Regions from separate parts of the Mus musculus genome. Here region 2 is linked to region 1. A link is a contact called in public Hi-C data. All regions are on one chromosome and are shown on one strand. The core of a region is the stretch at or near the end of the contact, and the rest is flanking DNA. Distances in the headings are between cores, read along the strand shown.

Region 1 (4,504 bases), core at 171-2,670:
AATCACCTCTATTACATCACATAGTGAGTTGAGACCATAGGCAAAAATCTTTGGGTATCCTTAAGGAAGCTCGCCTGAATAACCCTACTGGTCTAGTGCAGAGGTAGAATCACTGAAATTTGGGGTGATATCATCAGCCTCAATGAAGCTTCGGATTGCTCGATGGTGGTTCCTGCCCAGATCCTTGAACTCCAGTGAAAGTCCTTTGGCAGCTGTTAGCAAGATCAGGCTGTGGGCATCAGCTGCCTTTGCTGGATCAATTCAGATGAGCCTCCAGCAAAGTCCTTTAAGCTTCTGCCGGGGCTGCAAGGATACTTGAGGTTTCCGTGGTACAATAACATTTTAACTGATGTGTGCATCTCTCTCTCTCTCTCTCTCAGCTCCGCATGTCCTGGCTCATCCGCGGGGTTTTGAGAGGAAACGTATCTCTGGTGCTGGTGGAGAACAAAACCGGAAAGGAGCAAAGCCGGACTGTCTGGCATGTCGCCACTGACGAAGGCTTAAGCCTGTGGCAGCATACAGTGCTGTCCCTCCTCGATGTGACTGACAGGTGAGTTACTATTCATTCCCCCCACCCCACCTCCTGCTTTGTTTTACCCTACAAGGCACAGTGCTGACCTGGGAAGGTCTCACACTCCCCCATGCCCTTTATCTAAGACGTTTGATTGGTTGTTTTTTTCTCTTTGCTATGACAAAGTACCTGACAACTTAAGGAGGGAAGGTGACTTTGTTTGGGTTTTACTGCTGTGAACAGACACCATGACCTAGGCAAGTCTTATAAAGGACAACATTTAGTTGGGGCTGGCGTACAGGTTCGGAGGTTCAGTTCATGACCATCAAGATGGGAGCAGGGCAGCATCCAGGCAGGCATGGTTCAGGAGTTGCTGAGAGTTCTACATCTTCATCTGAAGGCGGCTAGTGGAAGACTGACTTCCAGGCACTTAGGATGAGGGTCTTAAAGCCCATACCCACAGTGACACCCCTACACCAACAGGGCCATACCTTCTAATAGTGTCACTCCCTGGGCAGAGAATACACAAACCATCACAGAAGGGTTTATTTTGGCTCGTAGTTTGAGGGTTTAAGCCATCATAGCAGGGACAGCACAATGACAAAAGCATAAGGCAGCTGGTTACACTGCATCAGAGATGAGTAATCATAGAGCCATAAAAGCTGGTGTTGGCCTGGCTTCTTTCTTTTACTTCAGCCTGAGACTCCTCCCCATTGGATGGTACTGCCCTCTTGGATGGTAGTGCCCCATTGGATGGTACCGCTCCATTGAATGGTTTTAGGTTGGGTCTTCCCACCTCAGTAAACCCAATCTAAAATCCTTTCACTGACAAGTCCAGAGGTCTGTCTCCTAGGCAGTTCTACATCCTGTCAGGTTGGCAGTCAATATTAACCACCACACCCATGTACACACAGAGACATGCACATCTCCTGCCAATTGCCGGGAGCTCGAGATTCTTCAAGGGATGGCGCACTAATGAACACTCATCTCCTGCAGCTCTCACCTGGCCTGATTGGCTTTCTTCAGGATCTGTCTGTGGAGAGAGCAGAAAATGAGGCACTCGAGCTACTACCAAATGATGCTCGGGTTTCATATCTCTATGGCATTTTCTCTCACTTGATGGATGTTGCCTTACTTCCTCTTATTTCCTCTCATTTCCTCTTTCCTCGTTAACAACAAAACCTTAGTGGGTGGGGAAGCTCCATCACTATTCTCCACCGTTCTTTTAAAGAGGAAAAGCTGAAAAAAATCAAAGGAGCAAAACAAGTTTGTCTCTGAGCCAAGACTGGAACCAGGGGGCGGGGGGGGGGGGGGTACTGCTCTATTGATTCAGCTCCAGAGGCAGGTTGACATAGGGAGATGCCAGACTCCTCACTGACCAGAGAAGAGCTTCTACCAGGGACCCTGGTTCTTATCAGACTTTACTACCAGTAACCTCTGTGACCTTGGACAAGAGCCTTGACTCCTTCCAGGTTTAGTCCTTCCCACTTCCAAATGGATATGGCTGGATTACCAGATCTCCAGCTGCATGGGGCATTGGATTGGAGCCGAAGCCTGTGGAGTTCAGCTGTCACTTGTCTCCCTAGGATGGCACTACCCTGCCACCTGCAGTCAGCCTGGAGCAAGCAATGCTTGAGTTAAAAATGGCCTGGCACAGCAGCATGTCTGTGACACTCTGCTGTGCTTTACTGAATATCCCACAGGTGGCACAGACATAGCCTATAGCAAAAGGCAGGGTGGCATCTCACCTACAGGGTAGACTGGAAGGGAAAACCACCTGCTATTGGCTAAGCATCACGCTCTACCATCTAGTGCAGTCTTCACAATAGTCTTACAAGAGATACTCAAATTACCATTCTGGTGAACCAACCTTTGAAATACAAGGACCAAAGGCTCAAAGCAGGGCAAAGAGTGATGCCTGTTGTCATGAGGCTTCGTAAGTGTGGAGCTGGGCTTTGAATTCTTCTCTCAAACCTCATAATATGCTGTTCCTTGCCACTTCTAATGGGAACTCTCCTGTCATAGAGAAGAAACCCCCTTCTAACTCAGAACAGCATCCATCCTCTCCTTCCAATGTATGTGGCTTGATGATCAGAGCCCATAGATGTCCCCAGGCTCAATGACCCTGGGACAAATGGATTTAATTAAAGTGGAGGAAGGGGAAAGTATGAGTGCCACCTCCATAGGCCGGTATTTCATCCTTGGGGACTGTGACAGTCACACACAGGGATTGGAACCTTGCTGGCGGTGCTGGAGCCATCCCTCCTGGGAGATGTAAAATTAATTCTGACTGTTACCCCTTCTCTCTTCAACCCAGCAAGTTCTCTGTTTCGTAGCTACTCCAGGGGATTTAAAGCAAGGAGGACGTTGAGTCCACTGGCTCCCTTCCGCAGGAGATGCATTTGAAGGAGACTTTGTTCCTAGCCTTCCTCTTCCCCCCACTGATGGTCACTAGCAGACTGGTATTTCCAATATTGATCCTGAGGCCAAAGCATCCATTTGAGGACTCAGTGAAGATTCAGACAAAAGCCAGCTTGGTTCACAATGCACCGTGACCTAATTCACACATAATTACAGGGGGAAGAAAATGTCTCCATTCACAAAAAAAAAACGCCTGCCAGCCACCAACTTGTTCTCAAAGCTAGAGGCAGTGTGGGAGGCACGCAGACCGGAGGCACAAGATGAGGAAGCGCAGGTGAACTGTCTGATAGTTTCGCTTGCTAAACTCAAACTAGACTATAGCAGCAACGGAGAGGAAGTGGGACAGCAGCGTGTCCAAGTGAGCGCAGGCTTTCAAGTGGACGGTCCCAAGCTTAGTTAGTGGTGTAACCTCATCCCATCTATTGAAACTCCCCGAGTCTCACCATCCCATCCTGTAAGCAGTACTTCACCAGGTTGTTATGGGAATAAATAATAGGATCGCCAAAAGAATCTATACATAACGGGGTGTCAGGAGGTTTTCAGCATCTTTTATTCTAGCCTCTAAGTGGCTTCATAAGTAATTTATTGAACAAACAGTACAAATCCAGCCACTGATCTTCCATGTTCTGCAAAATGGAGGCATACAGCTGTCTCTGGTTTGGGGAAGAAAAGTGGTGAACTCCTCGGTACACACTAAATGCTTCAACACTAAAAGCTGCTAATAAGGAATATTACTAAAAATGACAAACTTCTCTTCCCCCATCACCTGCACAGTGCCTCAGAGGAGTCTGGCATAGTCATCTCAGAAATGATAACGATAATGATAACCTCAAAGGTGAGGTTCTTGTGAGTGCGTAAATCGTAGAAGTCCTGCAACTTCTTCTGACCTCCTCCCAGGAGAGAGGCCACCCCAGCTGCCTGGATTGCCACAAAGTGGAACGGGGGCAGGGGGAGGTTAAAGGAGAGAAAGAAACCAATTAGGGAAGAAAGTAACAGAAAATGAGAAATGAGCAGAGGACAGAAGCAAACCACCTCCCTTCTCCCAGCCCCCGGTGGTAGGCATTCGCAGTCTATGCCCTCAGCCTTCATCCCACATCTCCACCATTCAGCACCTTCCTCGTTGTCAGCGCCCCATCATAGACCTTAGCCGTTGGAAACATTATTCTCCATGCTTCCTTATATCATCTCTGCTCCCCCAGGGTCTCCAACCTGTACAGTCAGGAAGTACTCTTTTCAAAGATCCTATCATAGATAAGATTCCCCATAACCTCTGGACCGCCCATGAGCAATTCTTTTAAACACAAGTCTATTCATGTCCCTGGCTTCCTGGGGCTTTTAGGGCATTCCCTATGTTCTCCAATAAGACCTTTCTTTAAGGTTATGTGTGATGTGTCCAACCTCAGCTTCAGTATCTCATACCATTCATTCTCCTCCTCTGCCTAGACTCCTCTCACTCGGTGGTACCATGCCAAAGTTCCTTACCAAGCCAAAACTCCTTACCTCAAGCTTTTGCATTTTCAAGTTTCTGCACATTAATATTCTTCCTTTGCCATCCACACTTGTAAATACCAC
Region 2 (4,412 bases), core at 1,744-4,243, 520 kb before region 1:
GGGACTTCTGATTCTCCTCCAAACGCTCTGAGTCCCAGCACCAGTAGAACAGGCTGCTAGAAACCCAGAGGACAATCAGACACATCAGAAAACAGCCCAATGCTGCTGTCTCACCAAGTCCTCATGAGAAGGAGTAGACCGTGAACAGAGACAGGGCAAACTGTAGTTCACATCTAACCTGCCATCTAGTCCCTCATTCTTTCACATTATTCCTTGTCCCAAAGAGTTTTTAAATGAGTGGCAGTTTTGTCACTTGGTATTTGGTGATGACATTTCAAAAGCCTCTTAACTGATTTTTGACTCAGTCACTAACAATTGTTAAAAAAAAAACAAACTAAACAAACAAAAAACCCAAACAGCAATAACAACAACAACAACAACAACAACAAACTCACCACAGTTCTTGCCTTAAATGGAATAAGATAGTTTATTCTGAAAATGAATGAGAGTGACCTTGGTCTGGGAACAGATTCAGATAACCCTAAATACTATATATCAATATGGCAATAATTTCATGAAGTTTTCCTAATAGTGGAACTAATAAAGCTATAAATCAAGACATCAAATTACAGCTGTTGGTGGAAACTCCAGGCAGCCAGGTTAGAGAAAAGCAGAAAATAGCACCTTAGACCTCAGATGTCGTCTGATGTCACTGTAAGCTTTTGGGTTAGTGGAACCTGGGCTCTGTGAGTATCCTAAGATGATTTCCCTAACAGTCACAGAATGGTAGGTCATACATAGAGATAAATAATAAGAGACTATTTATAGACATAAATTTGGCTTCCAATCTGTAACTTTAGATCTTTACAATTAGTCAACCTGCATGCCTTATAGAATATTGGACACAGGTGTCCTGTTTTTTTTTGTTTGTTTGTTTGTTTGTTTTCTGTTTTATTTTGTTTTGTTTGTTTTGTTTTCTGCAAAATGCATTTCCCCATAGGTCTGTTTGGAAAATTAAACAAAATAATACATGTAATACATAGTACCTTCCCAGTAATCGATATGCATGATTTTCAGATGGAAATGGAGCTGTGTGATAGGTCTGTGATTACAGACCTGCGGTAAGAAGTGTCCCTCACTTGCAGTCCTGCTTAAAATGGATGTGCTCTTGGCTAAAGTCGAGCTTCTGTGGAAAGTTTACAGTTCCCCGGTGTCATCAATAAGGGATTCACTATTTCATTGGTTTGGCAAAGCAATCCCTGGAAAGGCATTAGGATTTGGGAACAGCAGGTGATTATGAATGGGGCTAAATTATTTACTTCATCAGAGTGTCTCTGGGCTTTATCATGCAGTCCTGTCACAGGAAGCTGTACATAAAGATGAATAATAGTCCCTTTAACTCAGAGATCTGAAAGGTCACTGGGGCCGTGGCAGACACATGAAGTTGTGTTGGCTACATCCATCAAGAAGCAATTGCGTGAGGATGTGATGCATGGCAGACAGTGTGAGGGCAGACTTCCGCTGATAGTTTTGTATTCTGGTCGGGCAGGCTGTCCCAAGGCAGGGCAGTGACCAAGCTGCCAGGAGCAGGCATCTTGTACTTAACTTTGTAACTACTTCATCCTAATGAGGGGCATTCCAGCAGCATAGGATTGGAGGATTGAGTTGAGAGTGGTCAGTTGATGCACAAGTTCATGATTCTTGGCTTAAAAAGGAGAGACTTGGAGCTGGGAAGATGGCTCCATAGATGAAACACTTGCCACATAAGTGTGAGGACCTAAGCTTAGATTCCCAGGACTCATGGAAATGCCAGGTGAACGTGGTTCCTACCTGTAATGTAAGCATACTTGGAAAGCTGGGACAGGAGATCCCCAGAGCAAACTAAGTAGCCAGCCTAACCCAATCAGGGGATTCTGGATTCAAATCAGAACGAATGCCTTGCCTCACAAAATAAGGTGGACACCGAAGAAGAGGCTTATCAACCCGATGTCTCCACTGAAACACCCTCACACCACATGAGTGTGCTTAGATAACACACACACACACACACACACACACACACACACATACACACACACACACACTAAAATAAAGTAAGGAAAGACTGACTTTTGTATGGCTGAGATTTGTATGGCTGAACCCAACTTTGGGGCACAGGTCTGTAATTCTGGCTTCTTGGGGGGCTGACAGGAGGACCACCTGCACTGGAGCCTGCAGAGCAGAGAGAGGCAATCAAATCTGAGACCCTGTGTCAAAATAGAAATATATTTTACAAGAGCTGTGTATGCACTTGCCTAGAATGCATAAGTTCCTGGTGAGACCCTGAGCTCATCCTCTAATACCATAAATGGATGGATGGATGGATGGACTGATGGGTGGACAGACGGACAGATAAATGGATGATAAATAGAAAAGAAAAAAAGTCAAGCTTCTTTCACAGTATTAGGTGTTTGTTTGTTTTGTTTTATTTTATTTTATTTTGTTTTGTTTTGTTTTGTTTTGTTTTGCCTAGATTATCCCTCTTCAAATGAAAGGAATATCACTGTGGGGAATGGATTTCCTGCTTTGGGCTCCAACACCTGTTCTCCAAACTCCAGTCTTGTTTGTGAATTCCTGCATCTCCGTGCTAGTCAGATGCAGTAAATGTTTTTTGTTTGTTTGTTTGTTTGTTTGTTTTTCAAATGGTCCAATGCTAAGAGGTGTTAAAGCTTTCTGCTTACTGAAACACAAAAGGACTCAAAGAAGATGGAGAGAGAAAAACTTTCTCCCTCTGTGATTTTTTTTTCAGAGCTGAGGATGGAACCCTTGGCCTTGTGCTTGCTAGGCAATCGCTTTACCACTGAGCTAAATCCCCAACCCCTCTCCCTCTGTGATTTAAGAAGATCCAATAATCCATTCTTGTCGTGGACCATCTAAAATGAGACGTTGCACCATCACACAGAGTCTATACTTGAGGAGAAACGGCACTCAGAACTTTCAGTTCCCTTGTAACTCCAACTTCTTATTCCCTTCATCTACTATCCCCAGCGATCATCTGATTGATCACTTAGACCTCCCCTCAATACCAGGGATTGAACTCAGAGCCTCATGCATGGGAGGCAAGCTCTCTTTCACTGAGTTCTCTCCCACTGAGCTGAACTCTCAGCCTCCCATTTCCACCTCTTGCTTACTGGCTTGAGAGAAACTGGTGGTCATTGGAGCTGTCCAGCCAGTACTTTACCCTCTGCAGAACCTTCCAGGTACTAATTTAAAACCATTGACATTTCACTCAGAAAATTACTGGAGCCTGGAAGCGAGCCAAGAAAGGAAACCCTGAGATTCTCTTCTGCCCACCCCCACTAGAATGGGTTGGGCCCTGGAGAGCATTGCCCTCCCCAGTGGAAGGAAGCTGCTGCCTCCCTCTCTTCCTGAGGGCTGCCTGACACTATTCCAATGAGTAATGTTTTGAGACAGATGCAAAATCAATGGCACAAGGCTCACGCCGCTCTGGTTATCTTCTATTCTTTATCATTCAAGCTCCCCTGGCTTCCCCGGATGAGAGTCTGGGGAGAGATTCATCTTCTCCCTTGTTTCTTATTAGCACACTGGTGTAGCCACAGGGACAAAAATGACAGATATTTCTAGACTGTCATGGGGGGAGATAGAAAAAAAAAAACTAGCTCTTTGAAGTACCTGACAACATTTTGGAAAGACCCTGAGCGCTGTTTTTGGATTAAAAAAAAATAAAGTTTTAATTGTCATCTTCAATCTGCCTAGATTGTAATCCTTGCTGAAGATTGATCCCAAGTGTAGCTTAAAAGTACTTTGAATGGTCGATGCCTGGGATCTCTAATGAAAGAGAGAAGCATGCGCTTGTGTGCCTTTGTTCTCCCTGGCAACCATCTAACACAGACCAGTGGTCTCTTCTCCAAGACTCATTCTCCCTCCCAACACCTAACATATTCTTCTGTTGCACCAGCTTTTCCCATCTGTCCTAGAACTTGTGTTCTTTGTGGCTCAACTCCTGAATGCTGAGATTACAGATGTGTCCCAGAATGCCTACATAAAACTCCCTTTCCGTTTACCATGTCTTGGTGACTCAGAAACAGTCCTGTCCATCCGTGCTCAGAAATTCTTTATGCATGCACTGAAGATAGCCGCTGTGAATCAGGCATATCTCTACCTGACATTTATCCTTAATATTTTTATTATTTTTGGATGATCTATGCATTCGCAGTTGTTTGTGTGTGTGCAAATACATGAGGGATGCTTGTGCATATGTGCAGTGTGTGGATTTGTGGAGGCCAGAGACAGATGCTGGGTATTCCCTCTATTTCCCCACACCCTTCTTTTTCCAGACAAAGTCGTTATATTGAACATGGGGCTTACCCATTGACTAAACTGCTAGCTGATCAGCAAGCTCTAGGGACTCACCTATCTCCCAGGACTGGAATTAGAGGTACTTGGTTTTGTGTAGGAGTTGCGATTAGATG

The links. A called contact is a pair of places that touch in the nucleus more often than the background predicts.
Region 2: a contact with region 1 is called in a Hi-C map of the N1E-115 cell line, with 4 times the contacts expected there. The contact joins two enhancer-like sites. A contact is called at or near these places in 1 of 39 promoter capture datasets (hippocampal neurons), 1 of 484 Hi-C or Micro-C datasets (the N1E-115 cell line) and 1 of 115 datasets of contacts at active chromatin or transcription factors (embryonic basal ganglia).

What each region holds. Positions count from the first base shown.
Region 1 is chr17:71,963,532-71,968,035 of GRCm38.p6, reverse strand. Alk (anaplastic lymphoma kinase) reads left to right here. Exons shown (of 29, transcript NM_007439.2): 9 at 381-550. Among named protein-coding and RNA genes, the nearest start is that of Gm41613, 160 kb to the left of the region's middle. Within about 2 kb of position 1,420, at least 24 of the 459 cell types and tissues checked have an H3K27ac peak or open chromatin away from gene starts, as enhancers often do. A contact at or near this core is called in the N1E-115 cell line, where this site is marked.
Region 2 is chr17:72,489,797-72,494,208 of GRCm38.p6, reverse strand. All of the region lies in intron 1 of Alk (anaplastic lymphoma kinase), which reads left to right. Among named protein-coding and RNA genes, the nearest start is that of Alk, 110 kb to the left of the region's middle. Within about 2 kb of position 2,993, at least 2 of the 459 cell types and tissues checked have an H3K27ac peak or open chromatin away from gene starts, as enhancers often do. A contact at or near this core is called in the N1E-115 cell line, where this site is marked.